Linked DNA regions of Zea mays: regions 1 and 3 are each linked to region 2. Evidence: chromatin contacts called from public Hi-C data. All regions are on one chromosome and are shown on one strand. Each heading gives the region's core, a stretch centred on a gene start, on an enhancer-like site or on the middle of the called end of the contact. The rest is flanking DNA. Distances are from core to core; before and after follow the strand shown.

Evidence for each region. Hi-C and Micro-C count contacts between places; a contact is called where the count stands out from the background.
Region 1: a contact with region 2 is called in a Hi-C map of tassel, with 2.5 times the contacts expected there. The contact joins the promoter of LOC100281166 here to the promoter of LOC103629786 in region 2. A contact is called at or near these places in 2 of 25 Hi-C or Micro-C datasets (leaf and tassel).
Region 3: a contact with region 2 is called in a Hi-C map of tassel, with 2.2 times the contacts expected there. The contact joins the promoter of LOC103629778 here to the promoter of LOC103629786 in region 2. A contact is called at or near these places in 3 of 25 Hi-C or Micro-C datasets (endosperm, leaf and tassel).

Annotation. Positions count from the first base shown.
Region 1 is chr6:112,529,881-112,533,110 of Zm-B73-REFERENCE-NAM-5.0, reverse strand. LOC100281166 reads left to right here and starts at 1,386. Exons shown (of 2, transcript NM_001154085.1): 1 at 1,386-1,604; 2 at 1,708-3,230. The coding sequence starts at 1,580.
Region 2 is chr6:112,989,024-112,992,249 of Zm-B73-REFERENCE-NAM-5.0, reverse strand. It overlaps LOC103629786 (Plant Tudor-like RNA-binding protein), which reads right to left and starts at 1,567. Exons shown (of 6, transcript XM_035960118.1): 1 at 1,135-1,567; 2 at 299-717; 3 at 1-38. The coding sequence starts at 694.
Region 3 is chr6:112,664,480-112,667,563 of Zm-B73-REFERENCE-NAM-5.0, reverse strand. It overlaps LOC103629778 (ethylene-responsive transcription factor WIN1), which reads right to left and starts at 1,338. Exons shown (of 2, transcript XM_008650884.3): 1 at 762-1,338; 2 at 1-629. The coding sequence starts at 850. The coding sequence ends at 26.

The DNA of each region.
Region 1 (3,230 bases), core at 137-2,636, 460 kb after region 2:
GCCCAAAAGGCGACGCGACAAGCATCGTCTGTTCATCCTATGAGACCAGGGTACTTTCCACCCGTTTACTCATCGTCGGTATATTATCCTGTTCAAACAAGGAATGGTACGATGATGAATCCATGGTATATGTATAGTCCCTTTGTCTATCCAGGCTGGGGGGCACCTCCATTCTATTCCTATTGATCCATTGATCAAACGGTCATGGCCGAGAAAGATACAATCTGAAACGGCCTTTATACATTGGTGCTTTATTGAATGAGCTCCATATTGAAAAGCCGGTGACTTACATCAGGCTTAGTTCATATGCTTTTGGTTCATCAACCTTCACCAAAAGGCAGGGGGGCATATGTTGGAAGTCAAATTGAGCAGCGCGGACAGTCCGGCGCTGAGGCCGGACGGTCCGCGGTCCGGACAGTCCGCGGTGGTGGCGCGGACGGTCCGCGCGCGCGCAGAGTCAGTTAGGGTTCCTAGTTTCTCGCGGGATTTGTTACCTAAAACCGCAGGATTAACTCGGGAAACAGTTGGAAACGGATCCAGACCTCCCCCTTTATATAGATGAAGGGCTACGGCCGATTGAACCCCCAACAATCGAACAAATCAAGTCTATTACTCATTTTTACCTTATGCATTAGGAGTAGTTCTAGTCTAGTTCTAGTTTAGCCCTAGTTTAGTATTCCAATCCCCAAATTCTCCGCCTCTCCTCGACTCTACGTCGATTAGAGGAGTCTAGGTCGGCCTGCCCGAGCCTAGACAACTCCTAGGATCTCTCCTCCCCGACGGGGTCCCTCCCGGGAGCGAGATCCAGGCGCCGTCGGCGATCTACCGTCGCCCCTGCGCACGCGCGGACCGTCCGGCCCTAGGGCGCGGACCGTCCGGCCGTCAGGCAGGGAACCCGAGCTCCTGCACCAGGTCGCGGACCGTCCGGCCCTGTGCCGCGGACCGTCCGCGTCCGACCAGAGAGCGTCGCCGTCTCGCACCAGGCCGCGGACCGTCCGGCCCCTGCGCGCGGACCGTCCGCCCCTGTGCAGAGGGCACCGCCGCCGGTTCTTCTTGAGTGATTGGCGCTCCAAAAAAGCGTCAACAAGTTCATTTCAAATGAATTTGAAGCACTTTAAGGGTTCATACACCTAAAAGAGAATGTATGAAAAGCTTAGACCCAAACTGCAGTTAGGTCTTTTCATTTGCTGTATTACGTGAAGCAGTAGCCTGATTTGCATCAGTACAGTGCATCTCCTCTACCTCAGACAGTGAGACGGAGAGGTAAGATTCAATGAACCCAGCAGATCCAGAAGGGAAGGGGTACGAATTGCGCCAACTTGGGCAACTTGCCTCCCGGGTTCGCCACCACATAAAACGCCGGCGCCACCGGGCACTCCTTCCCCACCCCACCACCACCTCCTCTCCTCTGCCCCTAACCCGTCCGTTCCGGCTCATCCGCCATTTTTTCCCTGTCGCGGTAAGCGATAGGGTTCGGCGTCCGTCTTCTAAATCCGCCCTTCTTCGTTTCGATTTTTCCGGCGTTCTGGGAGCAAGCTTCGGCTTCATCGACGGCGTTCTTGGTCTTTTGCGGCTCGACATGTCTCCGTTCCAGGGATACAGAGGTAAAGGCCTTTGCTTTTGGCTAAGGGGTTGATGATTTGCAGTTGCCGCTTTGGGGATTGGATTCCCTTTTCGTGTGTTCTTACCCCTCGTTTCTTCGATTAGGCGATGCGGTTCTCTCCGGCGTCCGGTCGCGGAAGCGCGTGTTCGCGACGGCGGCCGCGGAGCCCGTGACGGCGGCGCCCAAGAGGCAGAAGCGCGGGGATGAGATGCCCCTGGACGCGCTGCCGGACGAGTGCCTCTTCGAGGTCCTGCGCCGCGTGCAGGGCACCCGCGCGCGCTGCGCGTCGGCCTGCGTCTCCCGCCGCTGGCTCGCGCTCCTCGCCGGCATCCGCGCCTCTGAGGCCGTGCTGGCCCCGGCCGCCCCCGCCGTGCCGGACCTCAACCAGGAGTACCTCAGCGAGGACGACGAGGCCGATCTGATGGACCTGGACGGCGACGCCCGCGAGAGGACCCTCGAGGGCATGGAGGCCACGGACGCGCGCCTCACGGCGGCGGCCGTCGCCGGCCGTCTGGCTGCCGTCTCCGTCCGCGGGAGCCACCCCGCGCGTGGCGTCACCGACGCCGGCATCTCCGCCCTCGCCCGCGGCTGCCCAGAGCTCCGCTCCCTTACCCTGTGGGATGTCCCGCAGGTGACGGACGCCGGGCTCGCCGAGGTCGCGGCCGAGTGCCACTCGCTGGAGCGGCTTGACATCTCTGGCTGCCCTATGATCACGGACAAGGGCCTCGCCGCGGTTGCTCAGGGTTGCCCGGAACTGAAGTCGCTCACCATCGAGGGATGCTCCGGTGTGGCCAACGAGGGTCTCAAGGCTGTAGGTCGTTTCTGCGCCAAGCTACAGGCGGTTAGCATCAAGAATTGCGCACTCGTCGATGACCAGGGTGTGTCTGGCCTCGTCTGCTCTGCGACCGCCTCTTCGTTGACAAAGGTCCGGCTTCAGGGTTTGAACATTACTGATGCTTCCCTTGCTGTGATCGGGTACTACGGGAAGTCAATCAAAGACCTGACCCTTTCTCGCCTCCCTGCTGTCGGTGAGAGGGGATTCTGGGTGATGGCCAATGCCCTGGGCCTGCAGAAGCTCAGGCGAATGACTGTTGTCTCCTGCCCGGGACTCACGGATCTTGCTCTTGCATCTGTCGCCAAGTTCAGCCCAAGTTTGAGGCTTGTTAACCTCAAGAGGTGCAGCAAGGTCTCAGATGGATGTCTCAAGGAATTTGCAGAATCATCTAAGGTCCTGGAGAACTTGCAGATCGAGGAATGCAGCAGGGTTACTCTTACGGGCATTCTTGCGTTCCTCCTCAACTGCAGCCCAAAGTTTAAGTCTCTCTCCCTGTCCAAGTGCGTCGGGATCAAGGACATCTGCTCCGCACCTGCACAACTTCCGGTATGCAAATCACTACGTTCCCTGGCCATCAAGGATTGCCCAGGCTTCACCGACGCCAGCCTTGCCGTGGTGGGCATGATCTGCCCTCAGCTGGAGAACGTCAATTTGAGTGGCCTTAGTGCAGTCACCGACAGCGGCTTCCTTCCACTGATAAAGAGTTCAAACAGTGGGCTGGTCAACGTCGATTTGAACGGTTGCGAGAATCTCACGGATGCAGCTGTTTCCGCCTTGGTTAAGGCCCACGGC
Region 2 (3,226 bases), core at 318-2,817:
CCTCGGAATGCACCACCATCCAAGCATCTTGCAGAATACTGAAAATGGTAGAAAGACAAGTCTCATTAGGATCTAGGGCATTCCCATTAATACTTGCAACAAAATCTAACTGCTCACGGGTGAACATCAAAGGACCTCAAAATTATGGTAATATATTTTATTAAAAATACAACAGTTAGACCATGTTAACTGCTTGATTGAGCTAATGTAATAAACAAGTAAAAACATATTTCTATTGATCACCTTATGTCATATATAAATCTAATCTAATTTGAGAATGGAAGGAACAGAGCATTACCTTCTGAGTCACAATCCATATGTCATCTAGCCAAAGCTTCCTCATTCGAAGAACCGATGCATGTGCACTCAACTCCAGCGAGGACCCAAGGAGCCTGACTAGATATTGATTCTTTCCAAGCACTCTCACCACCTCGGCAACCTTCCACGAGTAGCTGTCAAAGGCCTCAATGATACTACCCAAACTCCAGCGTACAGGATCATCCGCAGGAGGGCGAGGCCTCATCAACCTTCTTGGCACCCTTTCAACAGCCACGCTGGAGTCAACGGGACTTTCATCATATCTCACAAAGTAGGCGTGTCCATTGCCGGAGACGATCTCACCAGGCCTCCAAGAACCAAACGGCACATCTGCCTCCTGCAATACCTCCACCTTGCTCCCCTTGAGGAATCTCATCAGGTCGTTTTGCTTCGAGAACTCTGTCGCGGACAAGAAACCAAAGATATTGTCAACAGCCGACACGATAGATTAACTGGCGTCGAAACAGAGCGAATAAATCAGAATAACACAGGAGCACCCAGAAGATTTTGAATGAAAGAAATCGCATCATTGACTCAAACCGAGTATTCACAACAGAATAACAGATATGAACGAGCGAAGGAGCCATTGCGGCGCAGAAGAACAGAAGAACGAAATCGAGGCGAATCGGTCGGGGGTGTGACATGAAAAACATGGCCTCGCATATCCACCAGGGGGGCGGGCTTCCCGATTCTTTCCTCTTCTTTTCGATCTGACTGTGATCATAGAAGAGAGTAAAGAGATCGATCTACCGAACAAATAAGTCTCCGAGGAAAAAGAAAAGAAAAAAAACATCAAGCGAAGTTAGGGTCCCTTACCAACAAACGGAAAGGCCAATACAATGCCAATCGAGTCGCCGGCGTGATGAGCGCGGCTGGCTACCTGCCGTTCTTCGGCGGGACCACCGGAGCCCGACGGCTGTCGTTCTTCTTCAGACGAGGAGGCTGGCGGCGGGCTCAGAGCGGCCGGGGCCAAGCACGTCGATTCAACGATTTGCCAACGGAGAGATTGAGAGAGATAGAGAGAGAGAGGGAGAGGAGGCCGCGATGATGCGCCGACGCAAGGAATTGCTACGAGGGCACGGCGAGGATTTGGCGAGCGGAGGAATCGGGTGGCGGTTTCAACAAGAGCCGGAAATAAGCAAATTCAGTCGGTTTTTATTTTATTTATTTGAATATAAGATAATGAATATTTCTGCAGGACAGGGTCACAGGGGTGGGCCTGCGTCGCGTCGCGTCGCGTTCTGGGTTCGAGGCGAGTCTCATCACTGCCATTGGCCTTAGATATCCTTGTTTGGGCCTCGGCCAGCCCGTCGCTTGTCGACCGTCGGTCTGGCGTTTGACGGCTGAGATCCCAGGACGAGGTTATCGGTGGCTATCTTGTTCCCATGGTTTTGGTTTGTCGTCTCGTTTTTTTGGGTTACATTTTCTCCGGAGCGTAGCATGGTTTTTTTGAACCATCTTAGAGCTAGTTTGTGAACCTTATTTTTCCAAGGGTTTTTCGTTTTTCCAAGTGAAAAATGTAAAACAATTAAACGCTGTTCTAGACATCGACGCATTTGTGTACGAGCCATCCATTCTCTGCAGTCGTGAGAAACGCTTAAAACATACTATAATTCATAGAAGTTTTCAAAATATTATACTGTATGATTTTGTCCTCTAGTGTATATATATGCATATCGAATATGCCGTTTCCATATAAATTTCTAGAAAACGACCTTTCATTTTGGATGTGCATATTTTGTTATATGTTTCAAGGGAGTTTATACCATTGTACCGAAGCAGTGGGTTTTTTTTTTGCTTGCTACTATAGACCGGGTCAAATTCGATATCTACCAAAGGTCGAAGGATTTATTTGTCACGTCCAAAAAGTACAGGGGAGTATAGGATGGCAATAGGTTGGGTTTGGACTAGATGCAGTAAAAACAATAAGTATCAACAATAATTAAGTTATATCTATGGTTTTATGTATTCTCGCGTTGAGTTGCAACAAAATATTACATGAACAATTAGCCAAGTTAGTTATCGAAAATAACTATTATTATATTTTAATCATTTTTGCGTAAAATAAAGAACGAACTAAATTTCAGATCGTGTGCGAGCCATCCCACGGATTGAAATAGAAACTCACAACGTCGGGTTAGTGTGCACCAGCTAATCAAAATGTGTTTTCTTCTCTAGTTTTCGTGGGCATGAAGCTGTGGCAAGTTGTTCGTCTGCCCCAGACGACCGCCCCAAGCATACTTTCTCCGTCATCCTGCGGCAGCGTTGATGATGGCTTGGCAGTCACGTTTAAGCCGCTGTCTCTCAAAATTAGCTGATCGCTTTGCTTGTTTACCTAGCTTTCATATTCCTTGCGTGCCGGAAAGATGACCCAACAAAGCAATGCAAACACAATCTAAACAACCAGCACGTATACAAGAAGGATAACCTCTTTTCATCAATTAATAATAAACTAATACTGTATTCTTGAAAAAGGAAGGGGGAGGGGGGGTGCAGGTCATGGTTTGGTTGGGCGCGACGACTGACGAGTGGCCGCACTGCGTATTGCGTTAATGGAGGCCGTTGTCCATGATGATCATGAGCCATGAACAGAGGCCAGCGGAGACACCTCGATCTCGATCTGCATAGCTGAAAATGAGGCATGAAAATCCAGCAGGGATCTACCGCATGTGTCCCGGGCTCAGCGGAGACACCTCGATCTCGATCTGCATAGCTGAAAATGAGGCATGAAAATCCAGCAGGGATCTACCGCATGCGTCCCGGGCTCAGAAATCTCCGCGATCACATGTCCAGGGGAGGGGCGCAGATTTGCTTGCTTCACGCATGCAACAGGCCAGGCTTATCAAGAATTTCGTATGTGATCTTGGAGAAGGGACAAGGGGCGTTTGGAATGTACAACAATCCAAGC
Region 3 (3,084 bases), core at 89-2,588, 320 kb after region 2:
ATTTCCGTTGTTGTCCGGCCGGTCTTCAGATGACGAGGCCGCCGCCTGCTGCCGCGATCTGGAGCATCCCACCATTCCCATGCGGGTGCGAGACCGGGCCGCCGCCGCCGCCGCCGCCCAGCAGCTCCTCGATCATCTGCAGCGCGATCCTCTCCTCGTCGTCCACCACCACCACCGGAGGAGGCGAGGCAGCCGTCGCCGTCGTGGCCGTGGACGACGTGGCGCTGGGCGCCGGCGCGGCGTCCTTGTCGCTGAGCTGGACGGTCATGACCCAGCTGGAGTCGGCGCGCGCGCCGGCGCCCTTGTGCCAGACGCCGATGTGGGACCTCTCCGGGTCGAGGCGGAGGCAGGTGAGCGACGGCGACGGCGCCTTGCAGCACCTGCGGAGCTTGGCGCTGAGGACCTGCGACTGCGACAGGCTGCTGGTGCTGGTGCTGGCGCTGGCGCTGGCGCTGGCGTTGGTGTTGTTGCCGGACGAGGCGCCGCCGCCGCCGCCGCGCGTCCTGCCGCAGGGCACTACGGGGAAGTTGGTCTTGGCGTTGCGGCCGCTCATGAGGACGGCGGCCTCGTCGTACGCCCGCGCCGCCTCCTCCGCGGTATCGAAGGTGCCCAGCCACACCCTCCTCTTGCTGCGTACGCACAAGAACGCGTGCACACGTTGAATTCGGCCGTCGTCATCAGAAGAACACATGCATGGCGAAAGAGAGAGAATGAACGGCACAAGAACACTGCAGGTGTGTGTCGGTTCGGTTGGTTCTTACAGCAGCGGGTGCCTGATCTCGGAGACCCAGGAGCCCCAGTGGCGCTGCCTGACGCCGCGGAACTTCTTCTTCTTTGACTGCTGCACCATGCTAGCTGATGATCCTGCGTTTCCCCCCTCCCTCTGTGCTGTGCGGCAGGAGGGGTCGGTCGGGCTGGCGCTGGACGGCAGGCACTGCAGATCCTCTGCCTGCCACTGGCAAGGGAAGGAAGGAAGGAAGGACAGAGGAGGCAGTCGTCTGCAGAGCGGTGCGAGCCGGACGCGAGCACTGTGAGCAGCAGCAGTGAGTGAGTGAATGCCTCCGGATCAGCCAGGACTGGGGTGTGTGTGTGTATGTGTAGATGATGCCTGCTTCCCTGCGCCGTTCCGGTGAATATAATATAAAATAAAAGCTACACCCGCAGTGTACGGAGTACGAGGGAAAGCCAGTAGTAAGATTAGATTAGGGTGCTCTCACTGCAATGCCGCATTCAGAGTAGCTAGGAAGGAGTACAGGAACACACTTTTGATTTTGAGTCAGTGCTGCTAGCTCTACTGCTCTAGGTGCCTCCCCGTGTGTGTGACGTGACTACCCCCCACCATAAGTAGTAATCCATGGCGGCTGCCGCTGGTACGTGGGGCCGGTAGTAGCAGTAACATATATACAGGAGGTCATCAGGACCCCGAAGCATGGGAGTGACAGATGATGGTAGTACGTACGACTAATTAAAGGGCCCGGCCTGTTGTATGCATCCGTCACTTTTCAACAATCTGTTTTTTTTTGTCACTTCAAAACTTAGTGGTGGTATCTAAAGGAAGGTGCCATTTTTTGGCAGTTTGTTGCGCCGGTTTTTTGTTGGCATATTAGTAAGCGATCGACATCCAGCCTTTGCGAGTAGTATATTTTTATATGATCCAAAAGAATATATATAATAAATGACGCCAGAGGGGAGAGCAATGGATACGTATGAAGCTAGACTCTTTAGAAACCGAGGCACCTCCCTGTCAGAATCCAGATTTATTTTAGGAACTAGTGAGTACTGGAAATGTAAAACAAAAAAAAGCTGGTTTTTAAGGATCTGAAACTGATCCAGAGCATAGACTTAAGGGTGGGCGTTCGGGTTACCTAAAAAATTCGGGTCGGGTAATTCGGGTTTTGGGAATCGACACCCGAAATTACAACGGGTTTTGCAATACCCGAAAATTCGGGTACCCAAAATTTCGAGTTTGGGTTCGGGTATTCCCGAACTACCCGAACTATTGTGTCGGCTTCATAAAAACACATACACCCTATTAAATTAGTATAAAAATATAGTTTGAATAATGATATACATGGACATATAAAACACAAGCAATCTACAATCACAAGTTATGCACACTTACACATAATTATAAATATACAAATTAATAATTAAGCATGACATGAGTACATGATACATGAAAGTTCGGGTATTTCGGGTACCCGATTGTGATACCCGAATTACCCGAAATAAATTCGGGTTTTGCAAGTTGCTACCCGAAATCCCGAACAAAATTCGGGTTTCGGGTATTTCAGGTTCGGTTTTAGGTATTTTGGGTTCGATTTTAGATATTTCGAGTTCGGGTTACGGGTTTTTTTTGGCCAGCCCTACCTAGACTGCACTGCACGAGAAGACTCGTTGTAGTACTCCAGCAGACTAGCAGACGGAGGAGGGAGGTTGGGCTCGTCACTTGTGGGATGCGCTGTCGGTGAAGTGTGTGTGGCGGGTGGCACTGATACCCACCCTCGCTCGCTGGCTGGCTAATTAACTACTCCCCCCACCTACGTACGTACGTACGTACTCCTACGCGCTTGGCGTTGGCGACCTCATTTATTGATGGGGGCAGCAGCAGCTAGCCGGCCAGAGCCAGGGATATATGCAATGCAACCGTATTAGCTGAGTGAGCAATCCATCCGCCACGCTATCATCATCGCGTGGCAATGGCAACACAGAAAGCGGAAGCATCGAGCTGGACACGATCAATGGCGGGCGCGGGGCTCACTCCTCGCTGCCCCCCTGCCCTTGTCTTGTCCACCACGCCCAATTCAATGCGGCCCGGCCGGTACTGTAAGTACAGCACAGGTAGTACGTAGGGGGTGTTTGGTTACACCCCGCTAAAATTTAGCATCTGTTCCATCGAATGTTTGAACCTCCGTTCCGGGTATTAAATGTAGTCGGATTATAAAACTAATTTGTCAGCCGAAGATTAAAAGACGAGACGAATCTAGTCCAGTTGGTTGGGTCTATATTTCATACTCCTATTTAAAAGTCAAACGCTTGATGTGACCCGGGCTAAACTTTAGCAGGAGCAACCAAACACCCCCG